Regions from separate parts of the Mus musculus genome. Here region 1 is linked to region 2. The links are chromatin contacts, called in public HiChIP or PLAC-seq maps. All regions are on one chromosome and are shown on one strand. Each heading gives the region's core, a stretch centred on a gene start, on an enhancer-like site or on the middle of the called end of the contact. The rest is flanking DNA. Distances are from core to core; before and after follow the strand shown.

Evidence for each region. HiChIP or PLAC-seq counts read pairs in DNA pulled down with a chosen protein or histone mark.
Region 1: a contact with region 2 is called in an H3K4me3 HiChIP or PLAC-seq map of embryonic stem cells, with 12 read pairs. The contact joins the promoter of Fcf1 here to the promoter of Vrtn in region 2. A contact is called at or near these places in 17 of 39 promoter capture datasets (the 3T3-L1 cell line, the C10 cell line, the HPC-7 cell line and 11 more), 3 of 15 datasets of contacts at CTCF or cohesin (large pre-B cells, pro-B cells and stem cell-derived epiblast-like cells), 12 of 484 Hi-C or Micro-C datasets (bone marrow-derived macrophages, cerebellum, cerebral cortex and 5 more), 10 of 115 datasets of contacts at active chromatin or transcription factors (the SCID.adh cell line, embryonic stem cells, large pre-B cells and 2 more) and 3 of 9 other capture datasets (embryonic stem cells, liver and pancreatic islet).

Annotation. Positions count from the first base shown.
Region 1 is chr12:84,969,097-84,972,300 of GRCm38.p6, forward strand. It overlaps Fcf1 (FCF1 rRNA processing protein), which reads left to right and starts at 1,834. Exons shown (of 8, transcript NM_028632.2): 1 at 1,834-1,869; 2 at 2,119-2,186. The coding sequence starts at 1,867. Arel1 (apoptosis resistant E3 ubiquitin protein ligase 1) reads right to left here and starts at 1,753. Exons shown (of 20, transcript NM_178065.5): 1 at 1,533-1,753.
Region 2 is chr12:84,641,295-84,644,488 of GRCm38.p6, forward strand. Vrtn (vertebrae development associated) reads left to right here and starts at 1,602. Exons shown (of 2, transcript NM_001033776.2): 1 at 1,602-1,650.

The DNA.
Region 1 (3,204 bases), core at 584-3,083, 330 kb after region 2:
GAGAACAACAGGAAGGACAGCAGTTTCACATTCAAACCGACACAAAATGACCCGTTATAGAGACCTGAAAGTTTAGTAAGAGTTCTGAGGTTCGCCAACACGGTCAAGTTTCAAAATAGTAAAAAAACACATGAACACTCAAGTGGTGTAACCTTTCGGGCTGGAAAAACTTGACAGGAAATGACTGAAAAGACTTTAATGGCAAGCATCTCTAGGGACGATGCTTATGACTATGAAAACACAGGTCGGTCCTAGTGGTGTCTGGGTAATATAGGTGCTGTGATGATGAGCTTAGCTTTATACACAAAGAAACAGAGGCACCAACTGATGGCCCAAAGCAATGCAAATAAAGCAACTCAAGAGAGGGAGTGAACTGCAGCCAGTCAAACGCCCGAGTCCCATAACCAATGCACTGCCTCGCACTGTTACACCTCGAACACCTCTGAACCCAGTAACACTAGGTCAGTGTCATGCAGTAAGAAAATCACAAGCGAACCAAACTGACCTCTGAGCGTCTAGGGCACAGCTTCAACATCGGTAAAACAAAGGTATCAAAAGAGTCAACTAAGATGAAGTTCACATAGCCTACAAGTCTCATAAACTGCACATCCACTTCCAGGAAAGCTGTCCCTGGCCTTCCACAGACTCTCAAGGGGTAAAAGAAACCTCTCTCCGGATGGCTAAGAACAACTAGAATACATCCTAAAAGCAAAGACAAACAAGCAAACGGAAAACAAAACCAAACACTGCCCAGTTTCGCTTTCTCATTCCCACATATTCTCCCTCTCCCATTAAGGACTGCACACCAGGCTTCACAACGAAGAGCACTGTTCCCCATCACATTCCAGGCTTGCTAAGTAGTTGCACATATAAGCTTCTGCACCTGTTTTTCTTGTGATCGTCTAAAAAAGGCCACTGCGACTGGGATAATTGGCTCAATGAGTAAAATACCTGCTGACCAAGCAAGAAGCCCTGAGTTTGGTTTGCCCAGGATCTGGTTAGAAAACAAGCCGGGGAGTAGTGGGCTTGTCCACTCCAGCACCGGAGGGCAGGGATGGGAGTATCTCTGGGGCTTTTTGGTCAGTCAATCTAGCAAAAACCGGAGGTGGAGGTGTTTCCAGGTTGGGTAAGACAGACTGTTTTCTAAAAAGTGGAAGATAAAGACAAGCAGCTTCCTCTGGCTTCTGCTCTGAATTTCTGCTCTGATGCACCTGCACGCTCGTGCTCGTACACACACACGGGAAGAGAGAGAGAGAGAGAGAGAGAGATGCAGACAGACAGAGACGGAGGGAGAACATTGGGGGGGGATGTCCTCCATCGCTATTACATTCCTCTCTTTCCGAAGAATCTTACGCCCAGCCTCACAAGTTCCAAGCCGGCGAGGAAAACCAATCAATAACCAGAGCCTCAAGGCTGAACTACAGAGCCAAGGCTGAAATGATGTGCCAGAGGAAAACCAGAATGTACTGTCAAACTATGGGACGCCCAGGATTCCCGACCCCTCTGCCCTCGTCCCCTCTTCTCTCGCTCGCCTTCAGCAATTCTGGTGCCTACGGTCGGCTGGGCTCTGCCTCCGGCTGCGGCGTGAAGAAAAACGTTACCCGAACGGGGGCTGCAACGTGGCCAAGTCCTAGTTCTGGGGTCCGAGGAAGCAGCGGCCTCATCCAGCACAAATCCTACCCTCCACCCGCCCCCCAAAAAAATCTCCAGTGTCGATCTCCGCCAGCGTTAGGAGCCGGCTCGGAGCTTTTACGTTTCCCAAAGTAGCTTCCGCCTCCGGGTTGGCCTTTGCCGGAAAGAGCGTGAGGATGACGTAAAGTGTCGCGCTGCGAGCGATTCCGGAAGAAACAGGAGTGCGGCGTGAACATGGTGAGCGGAGTGGGAGAACTTTGTCAGAGAGTTTTGGGGAGCAAACGGGAGCTCAGCCTTTGGCCAGATATAGACTCGGTGCTTCCTTGTTTGTTTGTTTGTTTGTTTGTTTGTTTAATTCCATTCTGGCCTTAGTTCGAAGGGAGTAGGGAGGGGGACTGAGTGCTGTTTGGGGAGGGGCAAGAAAAATAGAAGAGAACTTTAAAAGATGTTTTCAGCTCTTTTTAACTCGAAAACTTCTGTTTCAAGGGGAAGCAAAAGAAAACAAGGAAATATGCGACTATGAAGCGAATGCTCAGTCTGAGAGACGAGCGACTGTGAGTGGTCAGAACCAACTGGTTTCTTAAACTGATCAGAACTACAGAAGTCACGATGGGCTAAGTAGAAACATCTGATGTACTGGTTTCTTAAACTGCAGAAGTCACGATGGGCTAAGTAGAAACATTTGATGTTTTTTTGTTTTGCTTATAATGTCTTAGGTCTGTGTTGCATGGAATTATAGTCACACATTCGGTGGGGCAGGGCATGGTATCGTTGTGGGAAAGCCGGTGAGGAGGTCATACCATGGCTGTCTTCAGGTCCTGCCACCCAAGTTTAAAAAGGACGATGGGAAAAGTCCAAGATAGTCCCATTTTATAAGTTGTAAGAATTCAGAACCTTGCCGGGCGGTGGTGGCACACGCCTTTAATCCCAGCACTCGGGAGGCAGAGGCAGGCGGATTTTTGAGTTCGAAGCCTGGTCTACAGAGTGAGTTCCAGGACAGCCAGGACTATACAGAGAAACCCTGTTTCGAAAAAAAAACAAACAAACAAACAAAAAAAGAATTCAGAACCTTCGAACATGCTAGTATGATATTCCCATTATAAAGAACACTCAAGGGGCTGGTGAGATGGCTCAGTGGGTAAGAGCACCTGACTGCTCTTCCGAAGGTCCAGAGTTCAAATCCCAGCAACCACATGGTGGCTCACAACCATCCGTAACGAGATCTGACTCCCTCTTCTGGTGTGTCTGAAGACAGCTACAGTGTACTTACATATAATAAATAAATAAATCTTTTAAAAAAAAAAAATAAAAATAAATAAAGAACACTCAACCAGTTTCTCTGTATCGGTAAGGACTGGGTAAACAGTTAATTTAATGAAGACTGGGCTTCTTCGTGTTTAAGATTTTCGGAACAAGAGAGTGGTCATTAGAACCTTCAGAATTATTATTCTCAGCTTCTGATGTGGGTTTTTATTTTATCTAACAATGTCCCACTGATCACTTCCTTGTGTTGAGTCTTTATTTTATACGTGTGTTATGTTTCAGGCCTTTATAAATAACGTGGAGAAACTT
Region 2 (3,194 bases), core at 352-2,851:
AGGTTCTCCCTACCCCCACACCTCCAGCCCTTTCCCCACCCCCACCGACTATCCTGTCTTCCCTCCCCACCCGGCAAGCACAATGGTATAGCCTCAAGCTCCTCCCCAGACCACAAAGATCTTCTCAGGTTAGGTCCCTGACTTCTGCAGCTCCAGGTGGGCCAGCTCTCTACCACCCACCGTCTCCTGGCACCCCCCAAGGGTGACTGGTAGCCCTCACTCTTTTCCGTCCCTTTCAGAGACATAGGGTCCAGTCAAGCGACTGAACTTGGGGTAACCCCGGAGGAGGCTCTTAGTTTGATGGCCTCAGGTGCACCCGTTAGCGCTCACTTGGTTGTGGGAGTTTTGTTGGGAAGTTAGCATCTAAAGACCTGCCAGTGATTCTCTACAGTGTCCTCCTATGCCTAGTTGGGTCTCCAGGACACAGGGGAGGGAACCAAGATGGCTGGCAGTCCCTTGGTCATGCAGCCTGGGCAGCCAAGCCGGTGTGCCCCGGTGATTGGAGCGAGGCTGGCTGAAGAGTTAGCTGGCTGTCCAGGTTGGTTGTGGTAGATCAAACTCTACTGCCTTATTGAGCCTTAACCACGTGGCCCACATACTTGTGGGTGCAGTAGATTACAGAGACTGCAATGTGCTTTGAGAGGGACAGGGAGAGTGGGGGAGGTCTCCAGAGAGCACTGGATTCCAGTCGGGTTCCTTGGAGCCCAGGTTACAATTGGTAGGGAATGAATTTGTTCTACAGGCAGGCCCTCCAGCCTTTCCCTTCCGGGTCCCATACAGAGCCCTGATTTACCCCTCCTAAAATACGGGGGCTGGAGGCTGGAACCCGGCTCTGAAGCTCCATCTATTTGCAAATGGGGAGCTCATGCGACAGGGAAGCTAGCCCGAGTAAAGGTGAGAGTGCTTTTCCCATCCACGTATCCTATGAGAGTCCGGAGTCCTTTCCAGGCGCTAACACGTTTAGAAACTGATGCCCCGGCTTTGCTCCCTCCCCTCCAACTTGAAGTTTGTATCGCGGGGGTAGGGGGGCGAGGGAGGGTGCGCCTCATTGGTTTAGTACTTTTACAGACCCTTTCCAGCAGCTATGTGGGGGGTTCGGGGAGGCCAGCCATACACTGGACTCATTCCTTCTTCGGTGCACCTGGGAGTAGCTACTCTGGCCCTGAGTGCCTTTCATGAAGGGCACCTTTAACCAAAGCGCCGCAGCTGAACTCCATCACCGATTATCTACTTAAGGGCTTCCTCCTGCAGCCGCCTGCCTTTTCCACACTGGCTGCCTTCGAGTGGTCCAGCCTGGCTGAGGGATGGTGCGAGTTTAGGTTTTCTTTTGAAGCTACTTTTTAATTTTATTTTAGAAACAGCCTCTTCCTATATAGCGTAGGCTGGACTTGAACTCGATAGCCTCGCAAGCGCTGAGATAGCAGGCTGCTCTCGGCGAGCGTTTTGAGGAGGCCAGAAGTGGGGTTTTTACCTACTAACATCTCCTTTTGGGGGGAAAGAAAGGAGGAAAGAAATAGGGTGGAGTTGGATGTGACTAGGCCAGGGAAGATGAGGTAGGACAGTAGGCCCGGGTAGGGTGGGGAGGGGCTAAGGTCTGTGTGCTGGAAGTGTGTTGCATCCGACGCTGTGTTGGACACTGGAGGAATTCAGGCAAGTCAGCTTTATTCTCTCTACCTCCGTTTCCTTGTCTACAAAGTGACTAGGTGTATCTCAAAATGTCAGATTCTCTGGATCATTTAAACAAACGCCTCGGAGGACTGCAGTGGTTCGGCGCCTAAGGTTTGGCAGCTTTTAATAGCTGTGCTTTCTTAACTCCTGCTGAGCCGCCTCCTTCTCCAGGTGTGAGCCAGGAATATTGATCCGGGTAGGTGTGACAGAGCTGCGGAGGGAAGGTGAGACCCGCAGAGTAATAAAATTACCTCAGAGAAAACCTGAAATCAAATGTCCACCCCCACAAAAGCCCACTTGTGATCACGGGGGCGGGGGGGGGGCGGGCGAGGGGGGACGCTGCACTTCTGAGCAGGCACTCAGGAGTGGAGGCAGGAAGAGTCACGCGCACAGTTTAAATTGTTCTTTCTGAGACTTTGGTTAAATGGGTTAGTGCAGAGTCGGTAAGTGGCAGCTATTTTCCTAATTTTGTTTGCAAAGTATCTCAAAATGCTCGTCTGCGTGCAGCTGTGTAACACCACTTAAGAAAGTGACATCATGGAAGGAAACAGAAGGAATATTATCCCCTTTCTTGGAATATATGTGACAGCGAGGAACTCTTTGTCTTTAGAGCTTGGTTTTGGGGGTTCAGTTTTGGTTTTTGGCTTTTTGAGTCCGGGGTTTCTCTGTGTAGCCCTGGCTGGCTTGGAACTCAAATTCTCCTGCCTCGACTGGGATTAAAGGCATACATGTGCCGCCACCACTGTGCTGTATTTTTTTTTCCCTTAGTATGTACACACTTTGAAGATCTTTAGAGCTTAGAATGTTACCCAAGGATGCTTCTGATTATCACTATTGGAAAGGCTCTATGTTCTTGCTGTCAGGTAAAATTCTGGCGGTTCCTTCAGCGCTTTAAAATTCTTTTCCTCCTCACCTTGACCCAACCACAATTCACATTCGAGTGCATTTCTTTTAAGCATACAGCTTGTTAAACTTAAGCACTTATATGAAAACTCATTTTTAAAATGGGGGGCAAATTAAAACAATGTGTTAAGCTCTGAGGACCAGGTCTGAGAAGCCAAAGAAGAAAATATTCTCTTTTCTAATTTCAAAAGCTCTTCTCAAAGGAGTGCCTCTGCTTGGCAGTTACTGGAGTTAGGCAGATTGGCCTGTGTTGGAGGGGAGGCTGGCTAGCTAGCTCATTTGTGATACCTTGAACAAATTAGGGTGCTGCCAAATGCCTCAGTTTCTCCACCTGTGAATTGGGGCTATCGGTAGTGCCAGCCTGTTTCATTTGGAGACCGGGTCTGAAGTATCCAGACCAACTTCACATATCTTGGACATTGATCCTCCTGCCTCCACTTCTCATGTGCTGAAATTATAGGTGAGTGTGGGGTTTCCTGTTCTGGAATTACAGGCATTCACCGCCACACGTGTTTATGTGCTGGTAGAAATGGAATCCAGGGCTTCTTGCATGCTAGGCAAGCTCCCGCCCAGCAGCCCCTTACACTCCCTTTTAAAATCAGAGACTCGCTTATTTATTACTT